Regions from separate parts of the Sus scrofa genome. Here regions 1 and 2 are each linked to region 3. A link is a contact called in public Hi-C and promoter capture Hi-C data. All regions are on one chromosome and are shown on one strand. The core of a region is the stretch at or near the end of the contact, and the rest is flanking DNA. Distances in the headings are between cores, read along the strand shown.

The links. Promoter capture Hi-C pulls out the DNA fragments that hold promoters and counts their contacts. A called contact is a pair of places that touch in the nucleus more often than the background predicts.
Region 1: a contact with region 3 is called in a promoter capture Hi-C map of liver, with 4 times the contacts expected there. The contact joins the promoter of CASC4 here to the promoter of MFAP1 in region 3. A contact is called at or near these places in 1 of 5 promoter capture datasets (liver), 1 of 47 Hi-C or Micro-C datasets (skeletal muscle) and 1 of 2 datasets of contacts at active chromatin or transcription factors (alveolar macrophages).
Region 2: a contact with region 3 is called in a Hi-C map of embryonic fibroblasts, with 3 times the contacts expected there. The contact joins the promoter of FRMD5 here to the promoter of MFAP1 in region 3. A contact is called at or near these places in 3 of 47 Hi-C or Micro-C datasets (embryonic fibroblasts, heart right ventricle and mesenteric adipose tissue).

The regions. Positions count from the first base shown.
Region 1 is chr1:127,237,197-127,240,964 of Sscrofa11.1, forward strand. It overlaps CASC4 (protein CASC4), which reads right to left and starts at 1,292. Exons shown (of 10, transcript XM_021096541.1): 1 at 642-1,292. The coding sequence starts at 968.
Region 2 is chr1:127,316,251-127,319,839 of Sscrofa11.1, forward strand. FRMD5 (FERM domain-containing protein 5) reads left to right here and starts at 1,415. Exons shown (of 16, transcript XM_021096605.1): 1 at 1,415-1,751. The coding sequence starts at 1,650.
Region 3 is chr1:127,740,051-127,743,511 of Sscrofa11.1, forward strand. It overlaps MFAP1 (microfibrillar-associated protein 1), which reads left to right and starts at 1,357. Exons shown (of 9, transcript XM_001928118.5): 1 at 1,357-1,636. The coding sequence starts at 1,558. It overlaps WDR76 (WD repeat-containing protein 76), which reads right to left and starts at 1,299. Exons shown (of 15, transcript XM_021096581.1): 1 at 1,197-1,299.

The DNA of each region.
Region 1 (3,768 bases), core at 42-2,541, 500 kb before region 3:
CATTAAGAATTCAAATTGTGTAGATAATTTTTGATTAAATATGTCCAAGTCACAAGTATGGCTCATATATGGTTCCAGAACCCATCCATCAGAACATTATCGTCACAAAAAAAGGCAGTAATAGCTGATCTTTAACTGCTTAATACAGAGCCCTATAGAGATAGTCGAAAAATATATGGTGACCATATATTTAAGTAATAATAAGTAGTTAGAGGAGGCCCCATTCTTTAAATAAAGAAATTGATAATGATCGGTGTGCACGGAATAAAAGATAAGGCAATAATACACCAAACCTAGCATTCTCCAGATCTGTCCATCTGTAAACGTAAGGCGGCCGGCCACATAGGCCAAATGTTTACAACTGCCAGCTCAGCAGCTGAGCTTGGAGAAAAGGCGGCATCCACACACAGGCCACTCTTGAGAACCAGAACTTAGAGCTAGTTTCGTCTGGAAGGGACCGGAAAATGTGGTGGTGATAAACTGGCTAAGGTCTAACAGAAATAGGGTTGTTAGCGGTAAGGGTAGCCTCCGAGGCTGCAATTCTGGAAGGCATAAGGCAACCGGGATCAGGCTAAACAACCCCACCACGAAGCTGAAAAAAATATATATATGGGAATTGAGGGGAGAGGACTGGTCCTTACCTTGTCATCCTCGCATCTTTTCCCGAGGCCCTCCCTGGCCTGCAGCCGGCTGCTGAGGCGGCCGTAGTCGGCCTCTTTCTGGTCAATCTGTTTCTTGTGCGAGTCCACCAAGAGCAGGAGGTCCGAATTGCGCTTCTCCAGGCGCCCGCGGGCTACCTCTGTGCGCTGGACCTGGCCCTGCAGCTCGGCCACTTCCTCCTGAAGCAGGACGTGGCGGGAGGAGATGCTCCAGTAGTTGAAGGCGAGGACAGCGATCACGACCAGCAGGACCACCAACACGAAGGAGGGCAGGCGGCCCGCCCGCCGGTTGGCCCCGAAACCGACCATGGAGCCGAAGCAGGCTGTGCCCGGGAGCCTCAGCGCCAACACCTGCAGGCAGAAGCTCAGGCCGCGGCTGCCGAGTTGCCTGGGGGACGCAGCCCCAGGGCCAGCTGAAGGAGGAGGCGGGCGGAATCGTCCGCCTGTAAGCCGGAGAAGGGGGCGGGGCCGCAAGCCGCTGGACCCTCCCCGCCCCCTCTCCTCAAATCCGGCCGACGCGCTTTCCCGAGGCTTTGAATTAGATTCTGCAACAGCTGGGCGGAACCGGAGAAGCAAGCCGCTGGCACCCGAGGTCCAACACCTCAGGGTTAGGAGGCGGGGAAAAGAGCCGGAAGGGGGTGGATTTAACTCGGGCCCCGCCCATTGTCTGAGTCCGGGTCGCCAAGGGGGCCATTTCCTAGTTTCCGCCAACACCCCCTCTTCTCGCGAGAAAGTGGGCTGCTCTCGATCTTCGCAGTCTTATCTCGCGAGGGTTATCCCTGTCAGGAAGAGTGTTGTATTTATTTTGGCGACTTGGGTTAGCTCGTGTACCTGAATCGGATCCCCTTCAGCTTTTACCTGCTCAATTCCCTTGCCCCGGGGTCTAGGAATGCCTATCCTGCTCTGTCCCTCGTGAGAGTTTTTTGTTTTTGAGGACATCTGAGGCAGCGACCGCTATGTAGGGAACACATAGGTGAGCTGCGGGCAGAAAGGGCGACTGGAAAGATTTTGTACTTGCTTCAGTAGATTTTCTCGCTTGTGCTAACAATGTGGAGGAAAAAATAACAACTAAAAAAAAAAATGCCATAAAATAGCGGTGCCCCGAACATTAAGGAGAAAAGCCAGAGAAACTAAGCTTTAGGACTAAAAGAGGGTGGTTCCAGCCCGCTTTCCAAGGTTACTGCCTCCACCAAGGGAAAGAATTCCAGAATTGTGTGAGCCCCTGTTCTTAAACTCACTGCTGCTTTTGCCTGGAGCTGGGCTTCCAAGTAGAAAGTCCAAAAGCTGCCCACAATGAATGATAACTTAACGCTGATACTGACAGCAAGCACGTTTTGGAGTTGATGTGATAGCTGTCTTACAAATTGTTTTTGCATGCTTAATCTCTTTATCTCTCAACAACACAGTTTTACAGATGAGGAATCCAACACACAAAAATATACCAGAAACTTTCTCAAAGTGCCATATCTTGTTTGAGACAAAACCAGTCTTGAGTCTGGTCACTGGTCTCTAACATCATTGCTGTTTGCATTACACCAGGCTGACTGCTGCTATATGTTCGCCATTAATTACAGTGATGCAGAAAAAGTAACCTCTTTTGCATATTTCTTGCATAAAAGTTTTAAAAGTTATTGATGCTATCCTGTTTAAGGAGAAAATGGAGTCCCTTTATTTTTCAGACCTCAGGATCAAGAACTTCCATAAGCATAAAACCCCCCAAACACAAAAACTTTGGTATTTTCATTTGAATCAGAGTGGTATGATGTTGAGGCAGGAAGATTTGTCATCTTTGAATAATTAGTATTCCCGTCCATTTCAAAAATAAAGTTACTTGCCTAATAGTCCTAGGGTAGCCTGGAAGAATTATTGCACCTTCAAAGAATGATGATTTCTCTCTCAGAGATACAGAAAAACACCACCAACATTATTAATATTTACTTCACATCAAACTTGAGCCCTTTGCTCTGGCATAAGATCTAAGAAATCTCAAGTCTCAAAAGACAAGCAGACTTTGGCAAAAAGGAGCAAGGCAAAAATGGGAAAACCCTGACTGTAATGGATCCACCTGTTCTTTCCTCAACTTCATAAGGAAGTTGGCCTTGCTTTGCTTAGCCAGCAGTTAAAAATTAACCTATAAAATGATGTTAACTGCTTAAGATGTTACTCTTTCCTAAAGCGTTTTTTATGGAATTCTGGCATGCAAAATATATTATTTACAAAACATTCACATATATTTTTTCATCAGACGCTTAAAGAACTATCTACTTAGTACTATTATTCCATTTTCCAGATATGGAAGTAACTTGCTCAAAATCATACATCTAATAAATGACGGGGTTGGAGTTCCCATCGTGGTTCAGTGGTTAACGAACCTGACTAGGAATGAGGTTGCGGGTTCAATACCTGGCCTTGCTCAGTGGGTTAAGGATCCAGAGTTGCCATGAGCTGTGGTGTAGGTCGCAGATGCAGCAGCTCGGATCTGGCATTGCTGTGGCTGTGGTATAGGCCAGCAGCTACAGCTCCAATTCAACCCCTAGCCTGGGAACCTCCATATGCCGTGGGTGTGGCCCTGGAAAAGACATTAAAAAAAAAAAAAAAAAAGCAGTGTTGAAGCTTGAAAAAAATTTTTTTGTTTTGATGGTTACCCCTTCAAGCTCTTCCCCCTAATGGAGATATCATGAAGACAGTGCATATGTGCCTTCATATAGATGCTTCTAGATTAGGCATTAAACAATTCGAGGTAAAGTCTATTCCTTAAGCCAAGTGATCAAGGTTAACAACAACATTGATAAGTCATGTTGATATGTACCCTTGATATGATGTAATGATAGTAGCACTCTGTGGTCTTCCCCAAACTCATAACCCTATTTAATCACGAGGAAAATATCAAACTAATCTCAGTTGAGGGATAGTTCTAGAAAATACCTGACCAATAATCCTACAGACTAACAGTCATAGAAAATAAGGAAAGTGAAAAACTTTCACAACCAAAAGAGGGTAATGTAGTTACCTAGATAGGACCCTAGAGTGGGTAAATGACAGGTGAAAACTGAGGAAATTTGAATAAACTATAGACCTATAATTAATAATGTTATGGAGTTCCCAGCAT
Region 2 (3,589 bases), core at 165-2,664, 420 kb before region 3:
GTGGGTCACATGCCAAAAAAAAAAAAAAAAAAAGAAAGAAAAGGTATTGGGGAGATAAATCCTGAAATCCAGAGACACTAGGGAAGAAGCAAACTTTAATGATTGGATGTTTTTTCTCCATTAATGCAGGGTTTCTTCCTTTTCTTCTCTCTCTTTTTTTTTTTTTTTGCTTTTTTGGGGGGGGCACTCCAGTGGCATATGGAAGATAAAATCTAAGCCACAGCAGTGACAATGCAGAATCCTTAACCACTAGACCACCAGGGAACTCCCAGGGTTTCATTTTTGTTATATCTACAAACAACAGTATAAGTGAAAATAACAGAAAATTATTCATATTTCATTATTTTTCTTTTTTCTATTTTTTAAAAATTTAATTTTATTGGAGTATAGTTGATTTACAATGTTGTATTACTTTCAGGAGTACAGCAAAGTGAATCAGTCATATATATAAATATATCCACTTTTTTCATACCATTATTTTTCAATTAATGTATTTATTCCAGCATTAATGTTCTTTGTTTATTTGATCCTTTTATAAAACATTTCCTTCCATAAAAAATTTTTGAGGGAAAATATTATGTCTCAGCGAAATTTTTGTAAAGAACATGAGGTCTTTAGATATGAAGAAAGAAACATTTTTTTTTTCTTTGTGATGTATACCTTCTGACATACTCTGGTATTTTGTTCAGGAAGTCTGAAGACATTATAATTCTAGTTTTAAAGGTGTAAGGAAAGGATCCATCGTTTCCTCTCCATGACACCAGCTGAAGGAGCACGCCTCAGTCTCTTCCTTTTGTCTTCTGAAAATAAAGGGAAGGAAGCAAAGGATGTTTGAGTGGAGGGTTTTCTAGGGGCTAAACCCGGTGCTTAGAAAGCTCTGAGAATCCTGCAGCTTTAATTGAAGTAGTTCCTATAAACAGATGTTCTCCAAAATAAGAGAGGTGGAGCAGAGAACGTTGGGCAGCCTTGGGATACAGCGCAGGTGGGGGCAGCCGCCTGGTCCAGAGCCGAAGGTGCCTGCATTCTGCAGGTGCTGGGATTGTGAGCTCGCACCGCTTCGGCTCCCGATAGGGCGGGAACCGTGGCGTTGCAGAGTGCGGGACTTAGACCCTGAATCAGAGCTCAAATGTATTGCAAGCAGCAGACCTCGATCAAGCCGAGTGCCCACACCTGGCCCGGGGGAGGGGAAACAGCATCTATAGGAACTGCAGGGAGAAAAGGAGCCCCTGGTTTGGGACGCCAGAGGACTGGTCGGGCTTGGCTCGGTCAGGCTGCTTTCCCATGATTGCTTCCCCAACTTGTCCATCATCGCAGTGCCCTATTTCTATTGGTTCTACTCTCTGCCACTCGGTTCCGCCGCGCTGACCTCCATTGGCCCCCCTCCGGGCGGGGCCCCGCCCCACGAGCTGGACTCCGGCAGTGGGGCGCGGAGGAGAGAGCCCGGCGCTTGCTCTGGGCTTGGGGGAGGCGGTGGCGGAGAAGGAGGAGGAGAAGGAGGAGGAGCGGGGCCAGCAGGAGGCAGCGGCGGCGATCGCGCTGGGGTGATGGTGCAGGTGCTCGGGGCCGGCGCAGAACTGCCCGGCTGAGGGGCGCCTGGTCCGGGGTCTGCAACGCCGCCGCGTCTCTCCCGGACGCGGGCGGGCGGGAAGATGCTGAGCAGGTTGATGAGCGGCAGCAGCAGGAGCCTGGAGCGCGAGTACAGCTGCACCGTGCGGCTACTGGACGACAGCGAGTACACCTGCACCATCCAGGTCAGTGCCGTGCCTCGCTGTCCGCGGGACCCCCTCGTTTCCAGAGTCTGGCCAACTTGGCCCACGGCCGGCGCCCGGGGGTCGCTCCAAACCCGAGGGCTTTGTCCGCTCCGGACTGCGGCGGACCGCCCGGGTGCAGGGCACCTCCGCCTGAGCCCCAGTCCGGGGCTGGGCACCCGGAGCTGGGCTCTGCTGCGGGCAGAGCCCCCGCGTTCTGGACCCCCAACTCGTCTCCTGCCCTTTCCCGAGGTGAGGGCGCTTCATCCTGGCTGCCGCCGGTATGGGGAGCACCTTCTGCAGGCGTCCGGAGGGAGGCGGACCGGGCGGTAGGTTCTTCCCCCGGCCGCCCCGTCGGGGGGCGCAGCTTTGGCTCTTCGGCCCTGCAAGGACGGCTGGCGGCTTTTCTTATCTCTTTGGTTGGAAGGATAATGGTGTATGTCATAATTTCCCCCTGAGCGCTTGTGAGTCAGAGCTCTCAGAAGGTAGACTGAACGCGCAGCCCATGCAGAGTGGCCTATTGAAGGCAGCCTAGCCCTCTGGGCTTTAAAGATTTAGGCCCCCCTCCGGCCTTTCACTCCCCAAATATTCTGTTGGGCAGTTGTGGTGGAGGGGGGTGACGGGGGGTGGGCGTGAGGTAAAGATTTAGCAACAAGTCCCAGCAATTTGAGGGTTGGTGTTGGCGAGAAAGAATCGGGGACTTAGGGGAAAAAAAAACGCCAACAATATAATAATGCTGCACAGCATTTCTTCAGAACCTGGTAATTTTGAAGGTTTTTTTTTTTTTTTTTCCCCTACAACCTCTTGCTTCTCTTCCTTCGCTACTGCTGTGTGGTACGTCAGGAGTTGTAGTCTTTCTCAGGAATGCCGTTACAACCTTCTCTTTTCCTGTATTAAAGTCAGAGATAGAAGCATTGACAATGCTCGGGTGTTTAGTTCAGCAGCCAGGAGGATCCTGCGCTCACGGCCGGAAACTGCGCTTTCTGGAGAAGCAAATTGAGTTGGACCCGGAGGGGTCTCACCTGATCCCTCGCTGCTGCAGCAAGAAACACAAGAGGGCTTCTCGCCTAAGACGTGGCAGACAAAAACTGTCCGCCCCGGGTCCTACCCTCTTTGTCTCCCTCCCCGCTGCCTCACAGCCCCCCCCCCCATTAATTTTTTTGCTGACAGTGCTCAATAGCGGAAAATAGCGGAGAAAGACGCTGGATAGTATATGAGAGCAGCTGCTGTCTGCTGACTCCGTGCTCAGTTCAGCCTTCTCTCCACTTTCCCTTTTCTCCTAGCTCTGGCCATAAATGCTGACTACTGCCAAAGATCTATGAGGATAGAGAACAAAATCCCTTTTTCAGGCCACTTACATACAGATTAACCAGTCATAAAGATGCTAGCCATCAAGTGAAAGGATTTTTGTAGTTGAATATGATAGGGAGATGTTGTGTATTATTTCCTTACTGAATGAGTGACATGCTACTTTTTGTTTCTATTGTATCTTTATGTGTTACCTACAGTTTTTTGGTGGGGGGGGCACGAAAAAACATTGAGTTGACATTTTTACCATTTGAATACATTGTGTAGAGCTTTAAAAATCTTTTTCTTTTGTTTTAGATTTTAAAGCATTTACGCAATAACATGTCAAGGGCAGTGTGAGATTTAAACTTCATGAGTCCTAAAAATAGTTTTAGGGTATGTGATGAAATAAAATTTCCGTGTCGGTTATTAACTTTTGCCAGTACCAATGAAAATACAATTCATGTCATCTCTCTATTAGTGGATAACCTTGTGGTTTTAAGGTATCGCAATAAGGCAACTAGTTATTTTTCCCAGTTGGTTGATTGGTGTTA
Region 3 (3,461 bases), core at 107-2,606:
GCCAATAACAAGCTGGTTTAATTTCACCCACAAGTTAACTAAGCTGGTTTAAATTTTGCCCACCAGTTAGGATTCTAGTAATGACCTTACAAAGCCCCAACACTGGGAGAAAGTTCTCAATAGCTTCTGTATCACAAAAGCACCAAATGTAAGACTTTAGGGCACTGCATTTAAGAGTTACAGTCATATCAAACTTTTTTTTCTATTCTCTAGATGTCCGTGAGCAGAAACAACTAACTGCCTTCCCATCAGATTTACTCCTTCTGAATAGCACGGTTTTGAAGCTGATAAAATTATAATACAAATTTCTATTTGCTCTATTTTTACAGTCCTTTTCTTTCCAGCTCAAAATTGCTCCTTTGATGGCTTACTTGAGTCATCCATTGTTCCTTAATGGAGATTTGCTCAATTGTATTTCTCCCAGCCTAAGCCCAATTTTAGAACACAGATGAAATAATTTTAGAACGAATCCTTCAAAGCCCTTCAGGAACTTTCACACTCCTCAAATGAAAAATTACTGATAAAATCAAACTTTTCATAGTGTCTAATATATATACCATGCAATTTCTGTACTTCAAGACTTTGCTCATGTGTCCCTTCCCTCCCCACCACAGCAGTTATAAAATCCTTTCTACACTGAATGTGTTTTGACTTTCAATTAGCCTATGTTTTTTACACAGCCCAGCAAGTAAATTGGGATTGTTTCTGATATTACTGTAAAAGCCCTTGAAGACTTCCTAAATAAAATTCAAGTATTTGGAAGACATAAGCCTTTTAACAATGCTCCATACTCCTTAGAGCTAAACGAGGTAAATACAGCAAGTGCTTAATAATTACTTATGGACTTTCATATACAACCATTCCAGCCAAGAATATGTTTTAATAGGCAGTCTCTAGAAAGGAAAGAACTGAAACGCCTAAGAGTGTTTGGATTTCAGGCATTGTTCTAAGCCGTTTAGGGGATTTTTTTTTCCTGCCACTGGTCTAAATTAGCACCACTTGCCCTGACGTAACCCAAAAATATCGCACTACAAACCGCTCGGTCTCATCAAGTGAGAAAATCAGGTGCTATTAGCAGGATTTCTATTTCGATTTAACTCTAATTCTTAGCTTTCAACAATCTGAACACACTGTCCTTCTCTAACTCCTCGGTTTCTTCTTCATCACTTTGCCATTTTCCTCGGCTTCAAACGAACCTAATCAGCGAAACCTTTAATTCGGGTCTTCCGCGGACCTCAGAGTCTTAACCGCAAAGTCCAGAGAGCCATTTCCCGCCAGAAGTGGCGTCCAAATACCGCGAGACTAAGGTCGACAGGGAGTTTATGAGCATGCGCAGTAACAGACTCCACGGACTTTGGCTCCCTGACGTCCTCCACAATCCCACAATCCTCTAGTCGTACATTTCCTGTTTTTCTAGCTCAGCCGTAAGTGGTGTTTCTATCAGTACGCAGCAGTGTCCAGTGGCCTCTGGTGCGGAGGATTTTCTGTTCGTTGACGTTGTACCTGTTCACAGTTTGGAATCAGTCAAGTTTTGGAATCACCGCCGCTGCCATCAAAATGTCGGTCCCAAGCGCACTCATGAAACAACCGCCTATTCAGTCTACGGCTGGGGCCGTCCCGGTTCGCAATGAGAAAGGTACTGTGTTGAGCTGTTTTCCAGTCGGATCTTACTTGTTTCCCTAGCATATTCCAAACCGACCCCGGGCCCACCACCTCAGCCCCAGCGATCCTTAAGACCTTGCCCCCTATTTCTTTCGCCATCAAACTCGCATCCAATCGCGTTGCCTAGAAGGGAAAAAAACACCCACACTATTTCCACCTCATCTTGTTCCTAGAGCCTGTCGGTTCACTCCTACAGCAAGCATCCTCTTCCCTTGGCCTCCACCAATAAACTAGAGTAATAAATAAAGTGAACGCTTGCTGTTTGGAAGGCGTTGTGCGGGATACAATCCCAGTTTTGTTATCCATAATCTGTTTATGCTTTTATAACTCTTACTGTAATTATGTGTCCATCTCTCTCTACTGCATCATAAACTCATAGATTCCTCAAGGCAGGAACCCTCTCTTATTAAACTTTTTAATCCCTTTCAACCAACGCAGTGACTGTATTTGTTAAATTTAATACAGAGACAGTACCCCTAACCTTAAGGAACTCATAGTAGACGTGATTCATGCAAAAAGAGACCTATTCTAAGCAAGTGTGCAGTCTTTCGCACCCCTAATACTGTTACATAGGTGATGTAAACCAAGCGCTTTGAATAATCTCTTCAGACTGGGGTACTCAAGTTGATCTTTAAAGGATAGGTTTGATTCCAGTGAGTGCAGATGGATGAAGCAACACTGTACCTGTTTAGGGAGTCAGACTGAAAAGTCAAGAGTTTTTTCAGTAAGATATTTGGAAAATAATATCACTTCTTTCCTGTTTTTTAAATATAAGGTACTTATCCTTGTGTAACCTGCCTTTTTTTTTTTTTTTCCTTAAACTCTGTGGTTTTTTGATAAGTGCCTTTGGATACATGGAGATCTTATTAATTTAACTGCTTATGAGGTCTATTATATGGAGTTTGTTCCCTGCTGAGGGACAATTAGCTGTTTTGTTACTTTTTTTCCTCTTACACACAGCGCTGCAGTTATCATTCTTTAGTGCACTGCCTTAAGAATTTTAGGGTAGACTCCTAGAAGTTCTTCATCAATTAACTACCTATTGCCATTTGCTCTCCACAGTGGATTGTAAGAGCATTGAAAGTTTTTATTTCCTGTTATATTACCCACAATCTTGGTTGTATGAGATTTTTTTTATTTGCCCGATCTAATGGGTGTGAAACAATAGCACGTTATTTTAATTTGCAATTTCCTGAGTCCAGGATTACTAGGCATCTTGTTTGTGTGTTTATCATCTCTCTAGGTGTTGTCTTCTATGAATTATCTCTTTCAATTACCCATTTTCTATTTAGTTTGTTCTGACACATCCCAAATCTTTTTTTTTTTTTTTTTTTTTTTTTTTTTTTTTTGTCTTTTTGCCTTTTCTAGGGCCACTCCTGTGGCACATGGAGGTTCCCAGCTAGGGGTCCAATAGGAGCTGTAGCCGCCGGCCTATGCCACAGCCACTGCAACTAGGGATCTGAGCCGCGTCTGCGACCTACACCACAGCTCACGGCAATGCCGGATCCTTAACCTACTGAGCAAGGCCAGGGATCGAACCTGAAACCTCATGGTTCCGAGTCAGATTCGTTAGCCACTGTGCCACAATGGGAACTCCCCCAAACTTTAATATCTATTTCCCAGAGTTTTTTGGCTTGTCTTTTAATTATGGAGTCTTCTGTCACACAGGTGTTTTTAGTTTTATTGTTGACAGATTTAACAATTTTGTCTTTTATGTTTTGTGGTGTTTAGTATACTGTTTAAGAAATCCTTGGAGTTTCCTGGTGGCTCAGTAGGTTAAGGATCCAGTATTATCTTGG